2 separate regions of the Anser cygnoides genome follow, and region 2 is linked to region 1. A link is a contact called in public Hi-C data. All regions are on one chromosome and are shown on one strand. The core of a region is the stretch at or near the end of the contact, and the rest is flanking DNA. Distances in the headings are between cores, read along the strand shown.

The links. A called contact is a pair of places that touch in the nucleus more often than the background predicts.
Region 2: a contact with region 1 is called in a Hi-C map of liver, with 3 times the contacts expected there. The contact joins the promoter of CSRNP1 here to the promoter of ACAA1 in region 1. A contact is called at or near these places in 2 of 7 Hi-C or Micro-C datasets (both in liver).

Annotation. Positions count from the first base shown.
Region 1 is chr2:5,515,640-5,522,742 of Taihu_goose_T2T_genome, forward strand. It overlaps ACAA1 (acetyl-CoA acyltransferase 1), which reads right to left and starts at 3,196. Exons shown (of 12, transcript XM_066991431.1): 1 at 2,952-3,196; 2 at 1,730-1,823; 3 at 1,415-1,472; 4 at 422-501. The coding sequence starts at 3,173. LOC106036842 (mitogen-activated protein kinase kinase kinase 3-like) reads right to left here. Exons shown (of 15, transcript XM_066991411.1): 14 at 6,948-7,103; 15 at 4,821-6,106. The coding sequence ends at 5,878.
Region 2 is chr2:6,063,339-6,070,441 of Taihu_goose_T2T_genome, forward strand. CSRNP1 (cysteine and serine rich nuclear protein 1) reads left to right here and starts at 3,316. Exons shown (of 5, transcript XM_066991433.1): 1 at 3,316-3,475.

The DNA.
Region 1 (7,103 bases), core at 1,946-4,445:
CACCTGACACACTCACTACCCCTGGAAGGGGCTTTCCCTCCATGCTCCAACGTAAGCCAAGGAGCTGACGTGGCTGAAGCTAAGCACGACCTGACCTGCAAGCAGGGAGGACAGGACAGACCCTACGAGAAGGAGCCTGACGTGGAAGTGGTGCTAGGAAGCACTCATCCTCAGATGACACAGGTATTTCTCTAAGGGTATCTTACATATCTCAAGGGCATGAGGTATATATATAAGGGTATCTTCGTATCTCAAGGATATGAAAGTACTCAAGTCAACACCACGCTGAGAATTCCCAACCGCAGAAGGCTTTATCACTGTTTTTACTGCTCAAAGGGACTGGAGAACAAATGACCAGGATAAAGGAGCCCTCGTGGTGCGGCAGGCATTAACGCCAACCCAAGTGCTCGTGCACGCTTACCAGCTATATTGATAATGGCCTGCAGCCCGGACGAGCACTGCCGGTTCACACTCGAGCAAGGCACCGTCTCTGGGATACCACTAGAACATGAGAGAGCGTTAAAGACCATGCAACAAACCAAACCACTACAGAGAGCGTTAGGCTGCTTGATTAAACTTTAACCCTCGTGCTCGGGACAGATCCCAATATACATTTGTTGACCTATTTGGACTTGCACCAAGACAAAGCAAAATTCATGGATAATTTCCAAATTGAATTGCAGGTGGCTCCACGTGCTGTTTCCCCACGAGTCTATTCTTCAGAAAGCGCTCAGTAAGCAGGTCCCTCTCACAAGCCTAGTTCCTGAGCTCTGACCAGAGCCAGAAATGCTCAAAGGCTCCACAATATTCCTAATTGCCTAATGCCCCTCCAAAGCAGCGACTGTAACCTGCTTTAGCAGAAGGAAACGTCATTCAGCAATAAAAACTGGCTGAAATATTTGGAAGCTGGGATGCAGCTGCACACATCAGCCACAATTCTGAAAAGCAAAGAACGGAGATGACTGCTTAGTTTGGGGCTCAGGTACAGCAGAGAGAAGCACAGCCCTGCGGTACGGAGAAGCAGCTGGGAGCCCACAAAACGAGACCTCCCGTCCAGAGGCGGCACAGAGGTTAATCAGCCTCACCTCTGCCTCCCTGGGAAGGCTGCCAGGAGCAAGCAAAGTGCTCACGCCTCCGTCACTGGCACCGCTGTGCTGACGGGGGGAGATCAGGGGAGCAGCGTCTGCGTGGAAGGGGAGGCCGCTCCCCGCAGCACCGCCCGGCCCCTGCCAACAGGGCCTGCTTCTCCCAGCAGGGCTCTCCGAACGCTCGATCAAAGTCTGACTTCTAGGCAAAAGGTGATCTGCCAGAAACTCCTACGAGCTCACGAGCCTCATCACGACCTCTCACCCAGCGCTGCTCTGTAGCCGAGGCCCAAGAAGACCAGAAGAAACCTCGATCTGGTTGAGTTTACCTTAGAAACTGTGCAACTCTTGCGACCAAAGCGCCGGCTCCCGGCTGCAGCACATTTCCTGCGTGCAAAGACAGGATTCCCATCAATCTGTTGCACTGCCCCTGCTATTTGCTGCGGACACCGAAGGGACACTAGTGTCACCGTGGCTCGGTGCCATCTGATCGGAGCCCAGCCACTTGGGACAGTCATCAAGGGCGTGTTAATTTCACGAGCGTAATAACGCCACGCATCAACCCCTTCTGATCCCCACAACACCCGCCAGTCTCCCGTGGGCCTGTCCCAGAGCCTCTAGCAGGACGGAGGGCGATCACTCACCCACACAGATGTCTCCCAGCGCCTCTGGACGAAGCCCGACGTCCTGCAGGACGGCGGTCATAACGGCAGACAGCAGCTCATCGGGCGTGGTATCCTGCAAGCACACGGGGTTAGCGCTACTCAGCGAACACCGACGACTGCCCCGCCACCAGCTCGCCTTCGTGCTGCTGCAGAGGGTCGGTGCCCGGGCTTACGCAGCGCTACCTCACCTCTACAGCCACCACCAGACCGAGCTGAGTTTTCCTACAAAGGCGTTACTCTTATGTGTGTTTTTGCCTTGAGTGTTTTTCAAGCACTGTAACACGCGCAGCTTGCTCACCTAGCTGGGATTTATACGAATGTGTGTCGTAGGGCCTTGAAAGTAAAGCAACTAGGATGAGTTATATATGGCACGAGCATGCAGAGACTCGGAGTTCCCTCTGTGTAAAACCGAGATGACCCCAAAGGGCAGCAGCTGGACCCCACCACCCGCAGAGCTCCAGCTGAGTTACTGCGGGGATTTCAGCGCCCAGCAGCGCGTGGCACACGCCTGGAGTGGGTTTTGCACAAATCAGTGACTTAAGACTATAGCTGTGTGTGCCGTCATCGACCCCAAATTCAACACAGCCCCTTGAAAGCCCAGAAAAAACACAGGCAGCTTGGGAACACCTCATGTCCCACCACCACCACCTCCACTTGCAGGTGCCGTGGCTGTCCCGGGGCTGGGTTTGTGGGAACGTGATGTGAGAAGAGACTGAGGAAGACAGAAAGCGACAGCAGTCGCCTGGCACCATGCTTGGGTCTTGCTCAGACCCCGGGACACCACTGCTATGGCTCGGCAAGGAGAAGGCTGGCCCAGGAGGTCCACACCAAGAGGTCCGCAGCAAGGTGAGGGAGATGCTCCTCACCGCGGTTCCTCAGGGAACCGGGACAGGTGGGCTCAGCGTGGGGCAGGACATGACGGGGCTGGGCACCCCACAGCAGCCTGCGGGGCTAGGGGGCTCCCGGTGGCACCGCAGCACCCCCAAAAAATGATTTTATTTTCCTGATGGTTGGCGAGCGGAGCCCCCCCTGGGCGGTGGGCAGCGAGGGTAACCCCTGAGGGGGTGCTGGTGGGGGGGGAGGCTCAACACTTTGGGGCGGGGACAGCTCCCTGAGGGGGAAGCGAGGATTTTGGGGTCCGGAGGCGCGAGGGGCAGCAGGGAGGGGAACCCCCCCACACCCCAAAAAAGCAGAGCCGTACCTTGAACCCCCCGCGCTTGGCTCGGCCGATGGCCGTCCTCCTCCCGTGCACCACCACCACGTCGTCGGGGCCGGCGGCTCCCCCGGCCCGGCTCCCGCAGGGCGCTGCCCACACGGCGGCCGGGGGCTGCCCCGAGAGGTGCCCCAGCACCGCCCGCACCCGCCGCAGCGCCCCGCCGCTGCCCCCCGCCGCCATCTTGGCGTCCCCGGCCGCCGCCGCCATCTTGACGACCCCGCGGCGGGGAGGGAGGGGGGCGGGGCTTCGCGGGGACACGCCCTCTTCATTTGCATGGCCACGCCCACCGCTCGCTGGGCCCCCCCCCCCCGGGTTGGGCTCCGTGGGTGGGTGGGGAGGAGGAAGGGGGGAGGGAAGGGATTGGGGTAAATAAACGGAAAAAAAGGAAATAAGACAAATAAAAGGTTAAAAAAAAAAAAAAGTTAAAATTAGAATAAAAATTAGAATAAAAATAAAAATTAAAATTAAAAATTAAAATTAAAATTAAAATTAATAGCAAATTCTATGAGTGTCTGAAAAGATAAAATGCAAATAAATAAAAATAAGAATAAATGAATGAAACGAAAGAAGGCAGAAATAAAAGAGCCCGCCCCCAACCTTTTGCCGTGGTGTAACACCAGGCCAACGTGACCGGGGAGTGCATGCGTGGTGGTGGTCCCTATTTCAGGCCCAAGCCCCCCGCCCCGCTGCTCAGCAGCCCCCGAGGAGGGAACGACACAGGGGGCTGGCCACACGCTCGGCAGACGCACAACATCACACCGGAGCCTTTTTCCAACGGAAGGAAAACGTTTCTCTGGGATACACACGGCGACACCGCACGCGGAGCGGGGACACGGCCCCAGCAGGGCCGCCCCGCTCCCCCGGGTGCGCTGGGCAAAATAAAAAAAAATATAAAAAAAAAAAAAAAAAAAAGGAAATTTACATGGCATAATATTACATTCTCTTCTAGTTTTCATTTTGTACATCAGAACACTGCGAGGGTTTTTAAAAAAACACAAAGGCAAAGGCACCTGAGGAGCGAGTCGCACTCACACGCGCGCACTCACACGCAGCCTTGCACGCACACCCCTGTACACACCCCCCCATGTACACCCCCATGTACACACACACATACAAACACACTCACCCATGAGCCAGGGGACCAGGCTGTCCCAGGGAGGCTTTCTGGGGTGCTTTGTGGGGCTGACGAGGCCCCAGGGAGCGTTTTGGAGGGTCCCCCGTAGCCTCCCCCAGCGCTCGGGCAGCGCGGCTGGGCCCCACTTTTGTTCTCGAGTCTTTGGAGAAAATAACAGCTCACATCCACCCCTAAGGGGTGAAAAATCAAAGCTGAACAGGTTCGGTGAAAGGGGAGAAAACAGCATAAAAACATTTCCAGCTTTACTGAAACTCCCTTTTTGTTCGTCTCTTCTGACAACACCTTATTTGCCAGCACATTTTTTCTTGTGTTTTTTTTTTTTTTTAATCCATCCTCTAGAACTAACCAGAGTGATTTGGTCCTATTCACAGAATAAAATCCTTTCTTTCCCCTAGAGGAAGGAGGCGACTATTCCCCCCCTGCGGAGGGGACGGCCCGGAGATCCGGCATCCACCACCCTGGTGGCCAGACACAAAGCTCGGGTAGGTGCCGGCCTCGGCAGCTCCGTGGACACACTGACAGGGAACCCTTCTAGCTATTTAATTTGCCCAAACAGCCCCAGTCTTTTTTTCTTTAACTGAAATAATTCTGGTTTCTGCCTCTCTCTCTGGAGCTGTAGCCACAGCACGACTCGATCTCTTCCGCCCGGCAGAATTCAAGGATGTGCAAAGTCACACAACCAGCCCCGTTCTCCATTTCCCCTTTGCTCCAGGCAACCCTTTTCATTTTCAATGAAAATAAAATAAAATAAAATAAAATAAACCTGTGTTTGACACGGTGGCCTGAAGCTGGCACCACCCTGGGAACTGCTTGTTTAACCTTCGCTGAGCCAGGGGGAAACAGCTAATGCAGCAAGGAAGCAGGAGATGGGGCGATGCAATTAATTTGTCCAAAATCACCAAGATCTGATAAATTCATTCCCGGGGCCTCTTTGCTTGCTCCCCACAGGGTAGTAGTGTCGGTCAGAGGCCGTGGCCCAGCAACGCTTTAAGCTTTCCCAATTTCTCCTACGACTTCCGAAACATTGCAGAAGGAAGCCCAGCTGCACGCGATCTACGCAGCCCTGCGGCCCCAGGCTGCGGCTTCATGCTCGTGCAGTCCCGCAGGTCCTCTCTGCCTGATTGTAGGAACCGGGCCGGGTCGTGCGGAGGCCCAGCCGCGCTCCTCCCGCTCCACACGCACACGCACGCACGCACACAAAGGCAAGACGTCTGCATAAATGCGCCCGACTCCCTGCCAGGCGCCGAGTCGGGGGTCACTCCGCGATTGTAACCGCTTAAGGCACAGGACAGGAGCGAACGCCGCCCCTCTGGCGGGGCTGCCTGGCGCTGCCACCTCCAAAGGGTTCCCTTCCCCTCGTGAACGGGGACACCGGGTCCCCCCCGACTCCGCGGTCTGAGGATCATCTCCAGCTGGGCCGAAGCCTGGCGCCTGTTCCTCTGCGGGGAGCGGTGACGGGCACCCAGCATCTTATTCCTCCGCTGGTCCCGGGGACGAGGAGGGTGCTCGCCCCGAGGCCAGCGCTTCCGGGGAAGCCCTCGTCCCCAAATCCCGGTGGTGGCCTGCGTCTCCAGCCTCCAACGGTCCCGAGCGTGCCTTCAAAAATCCCACAAGGCAGCAGCCACCGAGCTGGTGACGAGCGAGAAGGGACCCGGGGGGGCCACCAAGCAGGACGAGCCCGGGGCTGAGGTGTGAACCGCAGGGTGCAAAAAGGGCCGCGGGTCTGGCGGCCCCCCCCCTGTCCCACCGGCGTTTCCCCAAGCCGCCGCCCGGGGCTCAGAGCCCGCAGTTGACGAAGGGGTGCCTCAGCAGGTCCTCGGCCGTCGGCCTCCGCTTCTCCTCCACGAAGATCTGCTTGAGGAAGTTGCGGCAGGAGTTGGAGACGCCGTCGGGGAGCTGGGGGTTGGTGGGCTGCGTGGCGATCTTAAAAATCGCCGCCATGGCTTCGAACTCCGCCCACGGCGGCTTCTCCGTTAGCATCTCCACCACGGTGCAGGCCACGCTCCTGCAACGAGGGCAAGCAGGCGGGGTGAGACAGCACGTACGGGGCTGGGGTGGCCTTCCACTCCCGCTAGTGAGATTTGTCCTAAAACTGGTGGCTTTTCTGCCTGCTTTAGCTGCCAGAGATTAAGCTTTATAAAGTACGTGGCTGAGAACGCAAGGAACCTTATGGGAGCACCCCCCGAAGGAAAACCCAGATGCGTTTAGACACCCCAGTTTCAATACTAGGATGTAGTTCCCCAAACAGTAGAGCCAGAACGAATCATGCTTGCCTACAGATTTACGTCTGACTCTATCCCCGTTTACTGGGAGGACAAGTCGAGTTATCCTTGCTCTTTCAGGCTCCAGCTGACATCCTCCAGAGAGGCCTCTCAAAACACTCAGAAGCACCCAATGATTTCGGTCGTCTTCGTGTCCGAGCCGCATGCAAACATCCAGCAGCAGACTTTCAGAGGTTGCCAAAAGATCACACGGAGCCTCCAAGCTGGGCTTAGATAACCCAAAAACGGGGTGACCGGAACTCAGCAGCTCTTCTGGCAAACTCTGTCATCAGCTTGCTTTCCAGAATTAGACAGCAGCTACACAGCTGAGCCACATGTGGTCCTCACACACGGGGCCTTCCGAAAGCAAGCTGTGGTTTTGTGTGCTCCTCTCTGGCGGCTTTCAGCTATGATTTGCTCCCTCTGGGTGTCTGCATATTTGATCCTGACATTCACCTCCCATTTCCATCCTCTGCATCCTTTCCATCTTCTAAACACTAGCTATAGTTGTTGCTCCCACTACAGCTTCCCAAAGGGATCGTCAGATTTACGTGGCAGTGGCGAGGTTTTTACTCTATTCCTTACCACACGTCAGCTTTCCTTCCGTAGCCTTCTCCGCTGATAACCTCTGGGCTCATCCAGTACGGCGTTCCCGTGACAGATTTAATCCCGGTCCCAGACATGCAGATGGTCTGGATACGTTTGCTGGCCCCAAAATCTCCAAGTTTCACATTTCCAGCA
Region 2 (7,103 bases), core at 2,066-4,565, 550 kb after region 1:
AACAAGAAATGCTGATTCAAAAAGAAGAGCCAAAAAGTTTTGTTTCAAAGCGCCTTTCTCTCTCAGATGCACATAAACGTGCAGACTGGGGTCAGAATTGCTCACTGCATGATTGAATCGCTGAATAATTTCTGTCCTGCACGGGGCTCTAGCCCACAGCAGCTTTACTTTCATCGAAATAAATAAAAGCAAGGGAAGAAGTGAAACCTAGAGGTCACTGGTAGCCTTCCCAAACTTTTTCCAGGATATCCCCTTTCCCCCATGCCCTGGGTTTTGTGCCAAGCATGGCTAAGGGACAGTGACCGGTGACCTCCCCCTCATCCCACAGCCACATTTTGTAGAGAAGCGAGGTTAGGTTCCGGTCCCACCATACTGAAGCTCTCCGGGTCCCCAGGGATGGTGTGGTGACACCACATCGGCGCCAGGACCCGCGTCGGGCTCGGCGATGGGCAACCGCAGCCGCTGGGGTCCGACACGGAGCCGCCGGGTGTAGTCTGCGAGCCGGAGGAAGCGAGGAGCCAGCGTACAACCTGAACTTGGTCAGCCGCGACCCGAACCCCAAAGAGGAAAGCCTGCACGCATGACATCTTCCTGTTAGGAAATATTAATCACGGCCGTGTCCAAACATGGTAAACGAAACCTCAGGAAAACCACTCCTTTGGCGACCGAGTGCTGCTCGCCGTCATGTTCAGGAAGGCCCTCGTGCCTCAAAGGCAGGACCCACCCGGCAGCAGGGCACTGCAGTTACGTATTGCCTCCACGACGTCTGCGTCTGTGAAACAAATTCAGCTCATCCCTGCCGTGCTTTGGGAGTTGTCGCTGTTAGGTGTTAGAGCTTTAGGTTTTAAGGAGCATCCCCGAGAGAAGGCAGCACCATAACCCGGGGATTCTCACCACGCTGCTTGTCGATGGTCCAGCTCCAGCTTGTGGGGCAAAAATACGGCAAAATAGCAAAATTGAGGAATGTCAGGTAAACCTGCGCCTCACCTGCTGATGGAAAGGGTTTGATCACCCGAGTCAGAAACCTGGAGCTCTCTGGAAGCTCCTGGTGGCGTGCGGATATCTTCAGCTCAACACCACAGCAACCAGAGCTGGGGGAACCTGGTGCTGGCTCCCCGCTGCCCCCCAAACTCCAGGGTTTGCAACGCCTTCCTTGCCACAAAGAAACTCGCACAACAGTGCACGTCCAGCAGGAGTAAAATTAATAAAAATAAAAAATAAAAAATTGTCCTCCTTCACCATCTTTTTAATACCACTCTCAAAGCCCCCAGCGCATCGCTTCCCGTCCCACTAAGCCCACTGCTCGTAGGGCCCTGCGCTGGCAGGGAGTGGAAAAAAAATTATCACTTTTAATGTCGCTCCATCCCCCTAAAATGTATCTGCTGGTAGAACTGCACTGGGACATGAACCCATAAAACATTGCAACTCTTGCTGGTGGGGCCTTAAATCCTTCTGAGGGCCAAGCCTTGCTTATAGGGCTAAAGTCCTTTCTGGGATCCCTTAGAGGACAACACTTTCTTGAAAGGATCAAACTTATTTGGTGGCCAACCCATGTCCAGGGGGTCTACATCAATTTTGGGGGCCCAAATCCCCTTGGGGGATCAACCCTCATCAATAGGGCCCAAACACCTTCTGGGGCCAAAATCCCTTTGGGTTCAAAATCCCTTTCTGGGGACAAAAGCCATGCTGCTGTGCCCCAAGTCTTTTTGGAGGGCCCAAACACCTTAAAGAGGCCAAACCTTGCTTGTGGGTCCCAACCCCTCTGTGGGTCCCAAATCTCTTTTGCTGCCCAGCCTGCTTATGATACCCAAGCTCTTTGTGGGGTTCAAACCCCTTTCAGAGGTCAATTCTTGATCATGGGTCCCAAAACACCTTAGGCCCAAACCTGCCAGCCCAGATCTTGGTATCTAAGCCTGCTTGTTGGGTCCCAAACCTCTTGTGGGGCCCAAACTCCTCATGGGGCCCCAACTCCTTGTGGGACTCAAACATCTGGGCTTGGTTGGCTCCCAACCCGTGGGTCCCAAAACCCATGAAGGACCCAAACCCCCTGTGGGGTCCTTATTCATGTTGGTGCCCAAGCTGTGCCCATGGATCCCAAAATCCATGTGGGAACCCAAACACCTTGTTGGGCTCAAACCCATTGCCTGTGGGTCCCAAACCCCTGAAGGGACCCAAGTCATATGTGAGGCCCAAATCCATTTGGGTGTCCAAGCTGTGGGTCCTGTGGGGTTGTTGCTTGTGAGTCCCCAAATGCCATGCGGGATCTGAATACTCTGAGGCATCCAAACCCATTTTGGGGTCCCAGCGTGCCTGTGGGTCACCAAACCCTTGTGGAATCTGAATTCTCCAAGGCATCCAAACCTGTTTTGGGGTCTCAGCATGGCTGTAGGTTGCCAGACCCTTGTGGGATCTAAACACCGAGGCATCCAAACACATTTTTGGGTCCCAGAGTGCTTGTGGGTCCCCGACCCCTTGTGGGATCTCAACACCCTGAGGCGTCCAAACCCATTTTAGGGTCACAGAGTGGTTGTGGGTCCCCAAATGCCATGTGAATTCTGAATTCTCTGAGGCATCCAAACCCATTTTAGGGTCCTGGAGTGGTTGTGGGTCCCCAAGCCCTTGTGGGACCTGAATACACAGAGGCATCCAAGCTCATTTTAGGGTCCCAGAGTGGTTGTGGGTCCCCAAGCTCTTGTGGGATCTGAATCCTCTGAGGCATCCAAACGCATTTTGGTGTCCCTGAGTGGTTGTGGGTCCCAAACCCCTTATGGGGTCTGAGTATCTTGAGGCATCCAAACCCACTTTGGGGTCCCAGTATGCCTGTGGGTCCCCAACCCCTTGTGGGATTTGAATCCTCAGAGGCATTCAAACCTATTTTGGGGCCCTGGAGTGGTTGTGGGTCCCCGACCCCTTGTGGGGTCTGAATCCTCTGAGGCACCCAAACCCATTTTAGGGTCCCTGAGTGGTTGTGGGTCCCCAACCCCTTGCGGGCTCTGAACACCCTGAGTCCCCCAGACCCATTTGAGTCCCCTCACAGCCATAACCCCCCGTAGCACCCCACTTAATTTCCCCGATCGCACCCCCCCCCCCCCCCCCCCGTCCCCCGTGTCCCCCACCCCGTGCGGCCGCCACCCGGCGCCTCAGCGGCCCCTCAGGGGCAGCGCCCCCGGCGGGCCGGGCGGGATGGCGGCGGCGGGGCCAGGCCAAGCCGAGCTTCGGCGCCCCGCCCGGGGAACGGAGGAAGGGGGGGGGGGGGGGGAGAAGAGAAGCAGGAAACCGGGCGGGCCCGGGGCCGAGCCGGCCCCGCTCCTGTCACCGCCTGCGTCAGAGCCCGGAGTTTTCCACTGACGAAAAAGGGCAGCGCGGCGCGGCGCAGCCCCGGCAGCGGCAGAGCGGGAGGCGCCGCGCCAGGCACCGCCGCCGCCACTGCAGCCGGAGCCGCCGCCGCCGCCGACACCCGCCGCCGCCTCCTCAGGTAAGGGGCTTGGCTGGGTTATTTGGGGGGTTTGGGTTCGTGGTGGGGGGGTTTGGGGGTGAATCCGTGATGGGGGGTTTTGGGGATCGGGGTCTGGCTGACTGCCCCCCCCCCCCCCCCCCAACCTTCTTTCCCAGCCGGGCTGGGGGTGAAGGGAGCTGGGGGGGGGGACGCGCATCGGGGACACAAGCGGGACACATCGCGGAGCTCCCCGGACCTCTTGGCTAAGAGGGGGAAAGGGGAGAGTCTTGGGGAGACCCTGCTGTGCCCCCCTTAAAAAAAAAAAAAAAAATTTTTTTTTTTTTTTTTGGGGGGTGGGGGGATGGAGCGCGCCCCCCGTCAGCTCGCTAAGAAACGCTGCGCCTCCGGTGCGGTGATGGTGAAATAAAACCCGTGGGGGGGGGGGGGGGGGGGGGGGGCGAGCCCGGCAGGCTCCCTCTTCCCCAAACTCCCCGGCTCGGGGATGTTTTCCCGTCGCTACAGCAACACCTACCGGCGCTCCGACCGACCGACCGACCGCCCGACCGACGGACGGGGCGCCCCCCCCCGGGTCTCCTTCACAACCGACCCGGGGGGGGCTCTCACACCGCACCTTGGGGGGGGGGGGGGGGGGGAAATAAGGAACAAGAGCAGCGAATAAACCCGCTCGAGTTTCCAAACGTCGATTTATTCCTCTTCTCTGGCTTCCCCGAGCGCCTGTCACCTCCGCCGTGCCCAGCGTCGCCGTGGGATGGGGCTGGCGCGCAGGGAGAAGCCCTGTCCCACAGCTAATTATTATTATTTTTCCTTTTTTTTTTATATATATATATATTTCTTTTTATTATTTCCTTTCCGTGCTTCGCTTTCGTGCCGGAGCGTTTCTCCCGCGGCTCCCGGAGAGCCTTTAATAATTCAGCGCAGGAAACGGGGGCGTATGTACGGCCGGCAAGGTAACGCACGGCGTGTACCTACGGGAGGACGAGTATGGAAACCCGCCGTGAATTATTCATCAGGTGTAATCAAATAGAGGATTTTCCTAGACAAAGCACGCTTCGCCCCTTTCATATTTATTGCAGTGCAATCTGCGCCGAGTACATCTGGAGCCCGCTTCGTCCCGGCCGTGCCAGATAACCTTTTAATGCGTTTGCTAATGTTTCTTATTTACCTTTCGGGCTGTCAGGGAGAAAGAAGGGCTCGGTGGCAAACCCCGCGGAGTTTTTTCTTTGCGAGCTTCCCGAAATATTGGCAGGAGCGAGCTCTTTCGCCCTGCTTCCCCGGGGAAGGCGTTTCGCCCAGCCCCGCAGGAGAGCGCACTTGTGGCACCGCGAGCGGATCCGTGCCTCCGCGCCTGGGTCGTGCGGCGGCAGGGGAGGTTATTTTTAACCAGGGGGAAGGTTATGAAACCTTAGACCCGGCCTTGGAAGGGGGGGAAAATCAGCTGGGCTGAACCGGACGGCACCGCTGCTGGCCCCGAAACTGGGAAGCGACCTCGCAGGGAGGCTGCCCCAGCGGCGGCTGGGAACCCACGGAGGTAAATATGGCAGGAATTAAAATAGTTAAATGGACGGGCAGTGAGTCGGTGCCGATAGCACGGGGGTGACGAAGTTGCCTGCAGGCATTGCCAGGCTCCCTGCTGCCATGAGCTGGCGAGGATTTCGGGGGGCTCAGCACAAGGCTCAGCGCCGCACCGGTTTTTCGCAACGCTCATGCCGAGGTCACCCGACCTGCGTGCAAATGAACACCTGGGAAAGGGGGGCAAAAGACTCCCCCGGGGTTCACTGCGTGAGTCGTACCTGGCTGAAGCGGGTTTTTAAACCAATATTTATCCTGGCTCGAGGCACGGAGCTGGGGCTGGGCTGCGACCTCGACCCCATGCTCCGGGATGAGCCCACCCGGCTGCCCGGGCAGCGGGAGGATGCTGGTGCTCCTAGAGCCAGGAGGTTGGCTCTGAAAATATGTGCTTTTAGTGCATTGCACTGGTTGTTTGCTTTTTTTTTTTTTTTTGTTAACACAAGTTGCTTTGTGGAAGAAGAGTCTGCTTTCAGCTTGCGCGCAGAGTTGGGATCCTTCCACCCTTTGGGATATTCCCTGGTTGGAAAAGAAGAAATTGCAAATATTGCCACGATACCCTAGAAGCTGCTTCGAGGAGCAGCAGCGCAAGCAAGGGTACGCTGGGAGAGGTTTCCTTCGCCTGCCTTGCGTGGCTGCGTGCGCCGCCCCGTAAAAAGTGCAGATAGGGCCCCAAAATCGGGCGCCGAACCTTCTTATCCGTGGTATCTCTTTGTGCAGCCTCTTAGAACCAGCCCGAGTGGCCGCTGATAGTGGTTTTGGTTGCCTTCCTGCTCGCTGGGCTAAACAAATGCCAAGCCTTCTTAAATCTAAATTACTCGAAATATTTACTGTTGATACGTTGTCCAAGAGGAGGATAGTTAAAACATTAATTCTTCGCATTCCTGCGTATTAGGGCTGTACCCTGCAACTCGCTGGGCGCCAGAAATGGGACTTAGCAGATTCGCTTCCCTTCCCCCCTCATTAGACCCCCCCCCCAAAAAAAAAAACTTAAATGCTTGAAAAAAAAAAAAAAAGGAGGGAGAGAGAGAGAGAGAAAGAAAGGAATGCACATCTGGGCTAAATATTTGTTAGAAAGTATTCCCAGGATAGTGGGAGTTCTGGTGCCAGAGAGGAATTCCTGCGGGTTTGATCCATTGCATTATGTACTTGTTCCAAAAGCTGTTTTCAGTAAAATAGATGAGTAAGAAGTCTTAGCCAAGAACAGAATGTCTTTTTTGGCAACTAAAAGGAAGATAGGATTATTTTATTTCAGGTTATGTAAAAAAAAAAATAAAAAAAATGAAGAGAGAGAGAGAGAAGGTGGTAAAATCCTCCTGCGCTCTGTGCTGCTCACAGAGATTTGCACCGCCGAGCAGAGATATTTTCCTTTTTTTTCACGCTGCCGTGCACATTTTTGTGACTTCTGTGCTAGGCACAAATGCGGACTGAAGTCTAAGGCTGGCGGCATCACCGCAGTTCAAATATCCCGGCTGCGGCCGGTGGTTTCGGCGGCACCGCTCCCACGGCGCGAATTCCACAGCCGAGCGCTGGGAGCGAGGAGGGGAGGGCACCGGCTTTGAGCTGCCAGCTGAACCCCCATCCAGAGGGTGGGTTTTTGGGGTAGATGCGTGAAGACATATTTTGTAAAATCCCCTCCCAAATAAATAAATTATTGCACCATCCGTAATACGGCTTGGTTTGCTCTGGCTGGGAAATCCGGCTTTGCAGGTGACCTGAGCATCGGGGCTGCCTCGCCCTGCAGCATCACCCTTCTGCTCTCTTCTCTGGGAGTCCTAAAAATTGGGCAACCCCTTTATAAAAAGATGTCGTTTGTGGGTTTTTTTGTTGGCCCTAGGTAAAAGTCCTGATGCTCCCCAGGCTGGCAGCAACGTTCCCTTCCCAGCGCATCCCCAGGGGCAGGTTTTGGGGTGGAGAGGAGGGTGCTTGTGCTTGGGGAGGGCTGGCCCTGGAGGGGAGGATGGACAGACAGACAGACAGATGGATGGATGGATGGATGGACATCAAATGGGAGGTGGCGTCAAGCAGAAGTGGCTCCGGGATGGGGTGAGCTGCACCAGAGCAGTGTCGCTGCCCAGGG